2 separate regions of the Mus musculus genome follow, and region 1 is linked to region 2. The links are chromatin contacts, called in public HiChIP or PLAC-seq maps. All regions are on one chromosome and are shown on one strand. Each heading gives the region's core, a stretch centred on a gene start, on an enhancer-like site or on the middle of the called end of the contact. The rest is flanking DNA. Distances are from core to core; before and after follow the strand shown.

Region 1 (5,368 bases), core at 1,766-4,265, 35 kb before region 2:
GGAGTTGAACTGTATCATCCACAGCAGCATGCCCAACCTTGGCAGATCCTTCAACTAAGAGTCTCTATTTGCATCAAGGCCAGAGCCTGGCTCCTTTTACAGGGAAGTAGTGCCCCAGGACTGCTTGTTTACCTTCAAACACAAGCTGACTTGTTACGTGCCCAGGCTACAGATCTATATAATCTAGCTAATCTTGTGAATATTAAAAAAAAGATTAAGGATTAATAGATTGTCTCTCTGCCTCATCTATGAGATCCTATACATCATGGAGTCTTTCTTACAAATTTTTTCCATGTCTGAGCACATATAAGTGCTCAATAAATGATGAACGCCATTTCTTGTGGTGGAAGTAAAATGCATGGAAGTCATAGATTAGGAGTCAGAAAGCCTGAGGTTTTCCCCAGCGCATAACCTTGAAGTGGAGGACAATAAATTCCTCTCCCTTCTATTGTTCTTAGAACGATGTGAAGCGTGAGTTCTTCAGCCTAGTCTTTTATGGTTCTTTTATGGTGAGATGATGCTGGAGACAATAGGAAGGAATCTGGCAACAAGCTGGGAAAGTTTCTAATGTATCCCAGGCTGTCCTGGAACTTGCTTTGTAACCAGGCTGGTCTCAAACTCAGGATTCTGCCTGTCTCTACCTCTACCTCTTGAGTGCTGGGATTAAAGGAGTGGGCCACTGCAGCCAGATTCAGGGGTGCTTTCTAAATGGCTCTCCTTTGGGAATCACTCTAGCCAAGCCATGTATACATGAATATTTCTACAAAAGCACTCGTGACAGTTGTGTTCATCATAGACCCCAAAATGAAATGGCTTAAATGAGTCTTACCTGGAAAATACATTTTCTGTATACACACAACTCAGGTAAATCTCATTATATTGTGTGAAAAGAACAAATAAAATAGATTACACATCATAAGGTTTCACTTATATGAAACAAGCACAAATAATCTATGGTGCTAGAAGTCAGAAATCGTGGGTGCTTGTGGCATGGAAACTGAAGAGGAAGGAGTGAGAGGGAGCCCTCACCAGCATTGCCAATGTCCCAGAGATTACACCACCACCACCACCACCACCACCCACTCACCCACCCACCCACCCACCCAATCACCCTCCTCAGTGCATGAAGGTCTCTCTGTGTAGCCCAGGTTTGTCTCAAATGCATATTTTTCTTGCCTCAGACTCCTGAGAGCTAGGATTACAGGGACCACGTGGTGGCCGCGTCTTTCTTTTGTCTTGATCAGGGTGGTGGTTACACTAGTCAAAACTCATCAAGTTCTACACTCAAGATCTATTTCACAGTAGCTGAATTATTCCTCGATAAAAGTATGACGTATGTTCAGATTTGTGGAGATGACAATACAAAAAAAATGTGTTGGGAAGGATAAAGGAATGAGTATGTGGAGACAGTAGCGTTTTAAAGCTACAGTCTATAGAACACCTAGTTATGCCAGAAGCTGCACATATATCCTCTCCAGTTCTCTGACCCTCAAAGTAGGCATTACACCCCCATTTTAAAAGAAGCAAAGTAGATGTTAGAGAGGGTGAAATAAAACTAGGTAGCGGCAAAGCTGCCGGTCAGATTCCAGGCCCTTGGGCTCCAGCCTCCGTCTACATCCAATTATCCCTTCCTCCTTACCTGGTGAGTGGAAAAATCTCTGTTCCTCTTCTCGCCTCGGTCTCCCCACCTATCAAATGTGGGGATGGGACAGACCTGTAATCCTCACAGGGCCGTGAGCCAGGACACTGAGGCAGCCTTATGAATTCTCTCAAGAAATGGAAAGGCTCCCGCTTTTCGACTTCCGGACTTTCCTTGAAGGCTCCACCTGTCTGGTACAGCAGGTGCTGCTTAGTCTTTTGCAAGACCGTCCTCTTAGGCGCCACTTCGCCAGCAGCCACCCTGATTGGCTAAGGCCTGACACAGCTTGCGATCCCTTTGTTGATTTCCCCCGAAGCTACAGAGAAAGAACTAGCCAGATTCTTGCGATAGCACGCCACAACCGCATTTCTAGTTTCACTGGGTATACACTAAGAAAGCACATGGCAAATGACCAATCCAGGAAAAAGCTAGAGGTCACCCCAGAGGCCACCTTTTAGCCAAGCTCACTTGGAGGGCTAAGCAGAAAAGTGGAGACCCTGAATTGACCCCCAAGTTCTACCCCTGTGCCTCTTTCCCTCTCTGCCCACAGGAACACAGACTCAGCTAGTGTTATTTATCAGGATCCAACCTAGAAGGGATTCTCTGGGCTCTACTTGACTCACTGGGGAGAAATTGCAGTTGATGTTTAAATCCAGAGAGTTGAGCTGGATGTTGCGACTTAACCACGTGGTTCTAGCTTGCTGAGAAGGCTAGAGTAAGAGGGTCTTTTGAGCCTAGGAGTTAAAGACAAGCCTGGGTAATACAGTGAAACCTCAAACAAGAGAGAGAAGGGGGAGGGGATGGGGAGAGGAGTAACTCGATTCTAAAAGCATACACATTCTGAGAATTATCAGTTGGCTTAATCCCTATGAAAAACTCAAGTGCCTCATCTTCCAATGAGCTTTGTGTAAGTATTCCTGAATTTAAAAAAAGGGGGGGGGGATCTGGCCTGTACAACACTGACTCTAAGGAGATATCAGGAACAAAAAATAATGACCCAGAGTGTTTCAAGTAGACCCTGAAATATTTTCCAAACTACTGTAGTAGAACATCTCAGAAGTAATTCAAAGCTAGAAGTCTAGCCTCTGGTCTGCCCCATGGATAGTCTACTGACACTTTTACCACACTCCTGCAAAATACATTCAATATTTCTAAGTTGGGGCGCAGAGTCAGTGGTGATGGCTATCAAAATGATCAGTTGGAGCCAAAGCTCCTCCCCCTCCCAAGGCCTGATTAAATCTCACTTAGCACAGTCTATCAAGACCGCCAATTCACTCCCATGTGAATATCCATCCCTCTTCCTACTATCAAGTCTCCAGCTTCTCCTACCTTAATTCTCAGCAATTCCCCAAGACAGCAAAATCCTCCAGTTTTGGAGGAGCTCAACCACTGGAAGCGAGAGCTGGAGATGTGTACCCTCCCTTGAAATTTTCTGCCCCTCTAGCTGGGGTTGTGCAAGGCGTTTCCTTCTAGCTATCTATTAAGAATGCGGAAAATGCACTCCAGCGAGTCAACCTGGTTAGGCACCTGCAGGAATGAGGAAAACAGATGGCTATTTTACATTTCTTTACTTTTTTCATTAAAAACTATATTGTGGTATTGTCTCCTCAACTGGAAGCTGATTGTTTGCCCCAAACCTCTGTGCACAGAATCAGACACATCTAAGACACTGTTGTTGGGTTCCATCAAACTGATGTCATATCAAATCTGGGGAGCTGTCCTCCTAAGACTTTTGTTCCACATGTGTTATCCTCCCTCACTTTCCTTGAGAAGCAAAGGGAGCCAGGCTCTTGAAATTCTGGTCTTGTCCCAGCCTTCCATGGGCTTCACAGGCAGTGAAGACTTCCCTGAGTCTGCAGTAGCTCAAACAAGGACACCATGAAAGATCAGAGCAAGGGGCTCCTGTCTTCATTTGAAAAATCTTCAGTGTAATTCTTTCAACTGTGGTACCTTTTTGGTGTCAAACCTCAGATTTCTTCTTTGATCCTGTGTTAAACAGCTTTTTATGAGTGTAACAAAATACCTCAACAGGGCAACTTAGAGCAGTAGCTCGCAAGCCTTTGGGGGATTATAGGACCCTCTCAGAGGAGTTGCATACCAGATATCTTACATATCAGATGTTTACATTACAATTCATAACAGTAGCAAAATTACAGTTATGAAGTAGCAACAAAAATCATTTTATGGTTGGGTGTCACCACAGCATGAAGAACTGTATTAAACATTCACAGCATTAGGAAGGTTGGGAACTTAAAAGAATGGTTGAGCCTCAAAGAATGATTTACTTGGAATTAAAAGTTTCAGAGGACTTGATGTCCTGGGATTGGGAGGGGGGAGATACCTGGGGGGAGCGCCCTCTCAGAGGTGAAGGGGAAGGGGAAAGAAATTGGCAGGGGGTGACCAGGAGGGGGCAACATTTGGGATTAAATAAATAAAATAATAACTTAATAATAAAAAACGTTTCAGAGTTTTCAGTCTGATGGAACAAAGCACCATGGATAGGAAACACAGATCATAAAGGAAGCTTCTTGCCCTGTGGTGACCAAAAACCAAAATAGGAAGGAGAAAGCAAGCAAAAGGTCTGTCTCAATGTCCCATTCAAGGGCACACACACCTCCAGTGACTGAACCTCTTTCCATTAGGCCCCATCTCCTAAAGTTTCTGCTATCTCTCAGTATGTCATATAATATATATAATATATTATATATATATATAATCACACACACACACACACACACACACACACACACACATACCACACACACACTCTAGGTGGGTTAAGTACTGTGAAGACAAAAACAGTCATTAAGGGACTTAGAAATGCTGAGCTAGGGTGCTGATTCACGCAGGGTAATGAAGATGGAGTTTTACAATAACATTTACTTTCAGCAGAGCCCTGAAGGGAGAAAAGCATGTGGACCACTGGACCACTGATCTCCTGATAGAAAAATTTTCCAAGAAGGAAGATTATCTGCTCATAGTAGAGCAAGGAGGCAGTGTGGCTGGGGAGTGGGAGAAGGGGAAGTCTTAGGAGGGACCATATGTCATAAGTCCTCACCAGCCAAGACCTTTGGCTGTTCCTGAATGTAGGAAATAGTGGGAATAATCTGGGATTAAACTCTTTTTTTTCTAATTTTTTAAAAAATACTTTTATACTCCATATTCCATTTCCCACCCCACCCCCATCCACTCTCGGACTGCTCCACATCCCATAACTCCTCCCTACCCCACCCTGTCCCCACGTGGATGCCCCCACCCCCCACCCTACCTGACCTCTAAACTCCCTGGGGCCTCACAAATTCTAAAGGTTCTGCCTCCCAAATACTTTCTCAGCGTCACTAGACTGGCATCATTTCTTCCCAGGACCATCAGCACATCTTCTTAAAGAGATTCCTGCTTCTATCCTTTCCCCCTTCTAACCTGTTAATCCCAAGACTACCATGAGGCTTATTGTGGAACATTCACAGAATCCAAGAATTCCTGGGTAAAAGTTTGTACCAATTTTTCTTGCAACAACCATAATCCACCCTGCTCTCTGTTTTCAGCTTTTTAGAAATTGTTAATGAGTTTTTGGCTAGTATGTAAAGTAACAAATTTTATTATCACATAGTCATATACATCATTATATTTTGTTACCATTTGTCTCCCGCCTCCACTATACTTACCCTTTCCTTCCCTCTGCTTTCATATAACATATATCCCATTACCCTCTCTATTTCCTACATCCCT
Region 2 (5,261 bases), core at 2,426-4,925:
GTAGCCAGACACAAAAACATAAGTGAGCCAGTGGGGTTGTGTTCCAACAAAACTGTATTTGCAAAAACAGACAGCAGTCACGACTTTGCTAGACTCCATTCCAGTTCACTCCAATGTGCAAATAAAATGTCAATGGCTTTTTTCTTCTCAGATTTTTACACTCTTGATTACATACACTGAGGAAGAGGTCTTTGCAGTGAAATTCTTGAAGATAAGAGAAGCCCCTCGCCGGGCGTGGTGGAACACGCCTTTAATCCCAGCACTACGGAGGCAGAGTCAGGCGGATTTCTGAGTTCGAGGCCAGCCTGGTCTACAAAGTGAGTTCCAGGACAGCCAGGGCTATACAGAGAAAACCTGTCTCGAAAAACCAAAAAAAAAGAGAAGCCCCTCAATTACCTATTTATATAGCATGCTGATCTTGTAGCAAACAGTTTCTTAAAACAAGCAAATAATCCTAGTGTCACTAAGGTGACCTATTTTCTTTGTATTTTGCTTTGGATGGTTGGTGGTTTGGGCTAGTATCTCTAATATTCGAGCCTTGCTTCCTGGGTTAAAAATGGAAGGGATGAGAGACTTGACCAAATACCAACCTTCAGATAACAACAAAGCCCATCTCCTTTAAGATTCCCTTGATCATCTTTGTACAGTTTAACTTTAAACTCTTCAGTCTGAGGATCTCTCATAATAATGCCAAATTTGGACATGAGCTGAATAAATTCATCCACTGTGATGTCTGGAGGGAGACCTGTAATTTCAGAGAACAATTTCAAAGTATTTAATGAAGGTAAAAGTTTTTAGCATTTTACCAATGAGAAACCTGAAACCTCTACGTGAATACAAAGCTGACTTGTATAAAGGAGTACAAAAACTTCCTATCTATAAATGTGAAGACTGTATTTTATACACTAAAAAATATCAGTTATGCTATGCTTACACTTCACTAAATCTGAAGGAACAAACTGCTATAAATTATCTAAGGCAGGCATAAGAACAGCATGTAACATTGCATAACTTTTCTTCATTCCATACTAAGTAAATTCCTAGCTAACAAAAGCAGGTGAACAAAACCCACCAAAACTAAAACTCACTTAGCACAAAGTCTCAACACTAAATGTTTCCAACATGAAAACGGCATTGCAACAGTATAAATACCTGACACGTATACATTTGTATTTCTGTCTTCTTCAACATGGAACCATCCTAAAAAAATCAAAGGGAAATAAATAAAACATTCGAAAGAAACAAGAATTACATTATGAAATCTTGGCAATGGCAGTTTCTTCAAAGTTTTAGAATGTTCTCTTTATTTCAGAAGACGACGACTAATTCAAATCACTACAGAGCGTGCAAAATACATAAACCTTTCGACTGTGAATGACCTTTATCGCTCTGAAAAAGAAAAAGGGCTACCTCTGTTCTTCATGACTTTACGCCTATTTGAAAGTGAAAACTCGTCACATCATCGCTCTTTCAACGCTATTATAATTCTGCAAAATGTAAAACGGATTTACAAATTTTTCCTATCTCACTTCTAAAGGCAGGTTTGGCAAGGACAGGACCACTTGCCAGATTCAGCCTTTCTCTTTTCCCCCTTCCTTTTGGAGTCAGGGGTCTCCGGGACTTCTTTTTGTGGAGGTTCTTCTACAGCCTTAGTGTTGGCGTCCTGGACGTTCGCAGTAGAGCTGGATGCACCATCACTAGAAAAGCCGTAGTTAGCCTGATACGTAGCAATGAAATCTTCGGTGATCTAAATAGAGAAGTCAAAACACATGCAGACAAGGTTAATTTACTTGTGGAAACTGTGGTATAAGGCTGTACATTCAGAAATATAACCTAAAACTTAAAACAAGTGTTTACACCACAAGCAGCTGTACTAATTCAAGTACAACCCAAGACCAGTCTCCTTATATGGACACCATGTAGTGTGATCAAAGTAGGACAAAGGTGCACAGACTGCCAAAACAACACGCATAGTTTTAAGTGATGCTATCACCCGTTCCTACATGTTTATAAATTACTACTTCTCTACAGTGTATATGACTAAAGTGGCCAATACATAAAACAAAAAAAGTATTGAATAAACGAGATGGTAAAACCCAAAGTCAACTAGTAATTTCATCACCGAATCCACTTTTGGGTACCCAGATACCAAATAATTGTTTGTCAGACTACTAAAAGCGCTCTTTAAAGAAATCACATGTACAGTCAAGTGGGCATTGCCAGTCCAGAAGTTCAATTGTAAATTTTTACAGTTTGGGATGCTTAAAATATGCACAAATAAATAGCTGAAATTTTTCAACCAACAATCAATCCCCCTGCACAATGGAAAAAGTTTTGTGTGATTGCCTCTCCGGTCGCTTGTCGCGCTGTTAGTTCCCTTTGATGCCAAAGTTCCTATGAGGCTAAGACTAACAGAGTACAGTTACCATACAGTTTACAAGACCAGGTTCAACACCACTTGTGCTATTTCCATGTTGAAATTAAACACTTAGCAATTCCCAAGTACAAATGTATAGATCTCTTTCATTCATTTCCTGTGCATTCCTAGTCATATTCCTGTGGTTATAGGGTCCGAACTCAGATGCCCTGGAACAAAATTTAATAGATAAAACAAGAATCAAGAAAAGTTTCTTCAGTAGAGGTGAATGACACCTCTTCCACCCTGTAAATCAACAAGCTGCATTCTACACAAACATGTACAGGAAGCGTAAATTAAGTTTGGCTATACAGGATAAAAGTCTTACTAATGTGATTTCCTTGGTGTTCTTCCTCTGTGCAGTAAAAATATCAAGATAAAAACGAATTGTGACCTTCACATACATACACAAATTAATAAGGCACAAAAAAATCACTTAAGGCACCACCCTAAGATTTACTTTCCTTTATACATCGGGAATGCAATAGACTGAACCAATAGACTAGCCACCAACCACCGGTTCAGAGACCTAGTACTTCAGTGGAGCAAACAGAAGAGGAATGTCCCGCAAGGGCTGCCAGTGAACCCTATGGCCCCGCTCCGCAGTGGGACTCCGATACTCTTTCTTACCTTAGGGAACCAAGCCTTCTTATCAAGGTCCCACTCGTAAGGAGTGTCATCTGGTGGTTGTCCCAAAGAATGGGCTTCTCCAGAGGGCTCATTCTGGGTGTCACCTTCCTTGGGGTCTCCTCCATACAATTCTTGCATTCGCAATTGCTCATCAAACTCATCGTTCCCGCTCAAGTTGTTGCCACTCATGGTTCTCACGTAGTCCCGGACACCGCGGTCAGAGAAGTGAAGAGGCCGAGAGGGCGCTGGACAAGAGCAGAGAAAGAGAGGTCTGCAGAGCTTGGACTGTGCACTGCAACTCCCGGGCCGCCTCCCGCAGCGCCCCAGCAGACCCTGGGAAGTCTGCGAGGCACCGCCCAGACTCCGCCCTCCCGCCCGCCCCCCTCGTGCACGCCTGCGCCAACAAATGGTCAGCGCTGTCGCTGCCACCCACCTGGCGGGCTCCGCAGGGCCTCGCCGCCGCCGCTGCTGGGGCCAGGGCGAGGCGGAAGCGCGCAGGCGCGCTGTCACCGCTGCGGCCGGTTCCGGAGGCGCCACAGCTTCCTCCCCGCCACGTCAGGCAACGAGTTGAGAGCGAAGTCCCCCTCAGGCTGATGCAGTCGCCATTGTCCGCGCGGGTGGCAACGTAGCGGGTCGCGCCGACCCGCCCACGGGACGTCAAAGGTCCGCGACGCTTGCGCGGCCAGGGGGCGGGGCCTCGGAGCCCGGCTGCCGCCGCGTGTCTGTACTTATTGGGAACTGGCCTTTAGGGACGCAGCCTGCCGAAATGCATGGCACCTCGTTAACCTCGGGCTCCTCTGCGCTCCGGACGAGTTTGGCCGAAGCGATAGCCTGAAAAAGGACTCTTCCAGTAGAGCTGGCGCGGAATGGGCTTTGCGGCAGGCGCCATCTTGGGGAGGTGGGTGGGACCGTGGGACAAGTTTCTCCCGCTTCGCGAAACCTTGGCGCCTCCTTCGCGCAAATCCCCGCCCCTGCACTGGAGCCGAGGATTGTCTTATTTTTCGAATGCTTGTCCTTAGTGTACACGCGGGTTTTGTTCATCTTAGTAACCCAAACACATAACATGCTGTTTGGAGGTCTAGTGAAGCATGAGTTAACAAGCAGTGGGCAGAAGGCCCCATCACTTCCTAATCTCACCCCCCTTTTAGGCATCTGGTACCACCCTCTGGCTGCTGTAGGTGAGAGGAGCTTTTGCCTGCAGCTTACTGCAACGTGTCCGAGGTGTTCCAGACTGGAATTTGAAGCTTGAGTGTAAACATAACCCTATGGCCTCATTTCCTTGTGTCTTAGTAAGACAGCCAACAGTCTTCCAAGAAAAGCTGAGCTTTTTCCTTAGATGTTTCATGCACCTAGAAAAGGGAAGGGGTCCATATTTTTAGGACAGACAAGTATTTACTGAACTCCTATTAAGTGCCAGGCTTTGAGGGAGATTCTGAGGCAGCAGCTAAGACATGCACAAATCAAGGGCGGTTCAGTTATAGTTGGCGAACAATATGACAGGAGCACCAGATGCGGGAGAGCAGCAATTATTTTGTTTTAAGCATTTTTTAAATATTTTTATTAGGTATTTTCCTCATTTACATTTCCAATGCTATCCCAAAAGTCCCCCATACCCCTCCCCACTCCCCTACCCACCCACTCCCACTTTTTGGCCCTGGCATTCCCCTGTACTGGGGCATATAAAGTTTGTAAGTCCAAATGGCCTCTCTTTCCAGTGATGACTGACTAGGCCATCTTTTGATACATATGCAGCTAGAGACAAGAGCTCCAGGGTACTGGTTAGTTCATATTGTTGTTCCACCTATAGGGTTGCAGATCCCTTTAGCTCCTTGGGTATTTTCTCTAGCTCCTCCATTGGGGGCCCTGTGATCCATCCAATAGCTGACTGTGAGCATCCACTTATGTGTTTGCTAGGCCCTGGCAAAGTCTCACAAGAGACAGCTATATCAGGGTCCTTTCAGCAAAATCTTGCTAGTGTATGCAATGGTGTCAGCGTTTGGAAGCTGATTATGGGATGGATCCCCGGATATGGCAGTCTCTAGATGGTCCGTCCTTTCATCACAGCTCCAAACTTTGTCTCTGTAACTCCTTCCATGGGTGTTTTGTTCCCAATTCTAAGAAGGGGCAAAGTGTCCACACTTTGGTCTTTGTTCTTCTTGAATTTCATGCGTTTAGCAAATTGTATCTTATATCTTGGGTATCCTAAGTTTCTGGG

Evidence for each region. HiChIP or PLAC-seq counts read pairs in DNA pulled down with a chosen protein or histone mark.
Region 1: a contact with region 2 is called in an H3K4me3 HiChIP or PLAC-seq map of the SCID.adh cell line, with 22 read pairs. The contact joins the promoter of Vgll1 here to the promoter of Htatsf1 in region 2. A contact is called at or near these places in 8 of 39 promoter capture datasets (the 3T3-L1 cell line, 3T3-L1-derived adipocytes, the C10 cell line and 4 more), 1 of 484 Hi-C or Micro-C datasets (cardiomyocytes), 4 of 115 datasets of contacts at active chromatin or transcription factors (the SCID.adh cell line, epiblast stem cells, extraembryonic endoderm stem cells and 1 more) and 3 of 9 other capture datasets (adipose tissue, liver and pancreatic islet).

Annotation. Positions count from the first base shown.
Region 1 is chrX:57,085,753-57,091,120 of GRCm38.p6, reverse strand. It overlaps Vgll1 (vestigial like family member 1), which reads right to left and starts at 3,015. Exons shown (of 8, transcript NM_133251.2): 1 at 2,969-3,015; 2 at 1,640-1,830.
Region 2 is chrX:57,051,984-57,057,244 of GRCm38.p6, reverse strand. It overlaps Htatsf1 (HIV TAT specific factor 1), which reads right to left and starts at 3,675. Exons shown (of 10, transcript NM_028242.2): 1 at 3,480-3,675; 2 at 3,047-3,291; 3 at 1,567-1,747; 4 at 1,153-1,200; 5 at 591-745. The coding sequence starts at 3,235.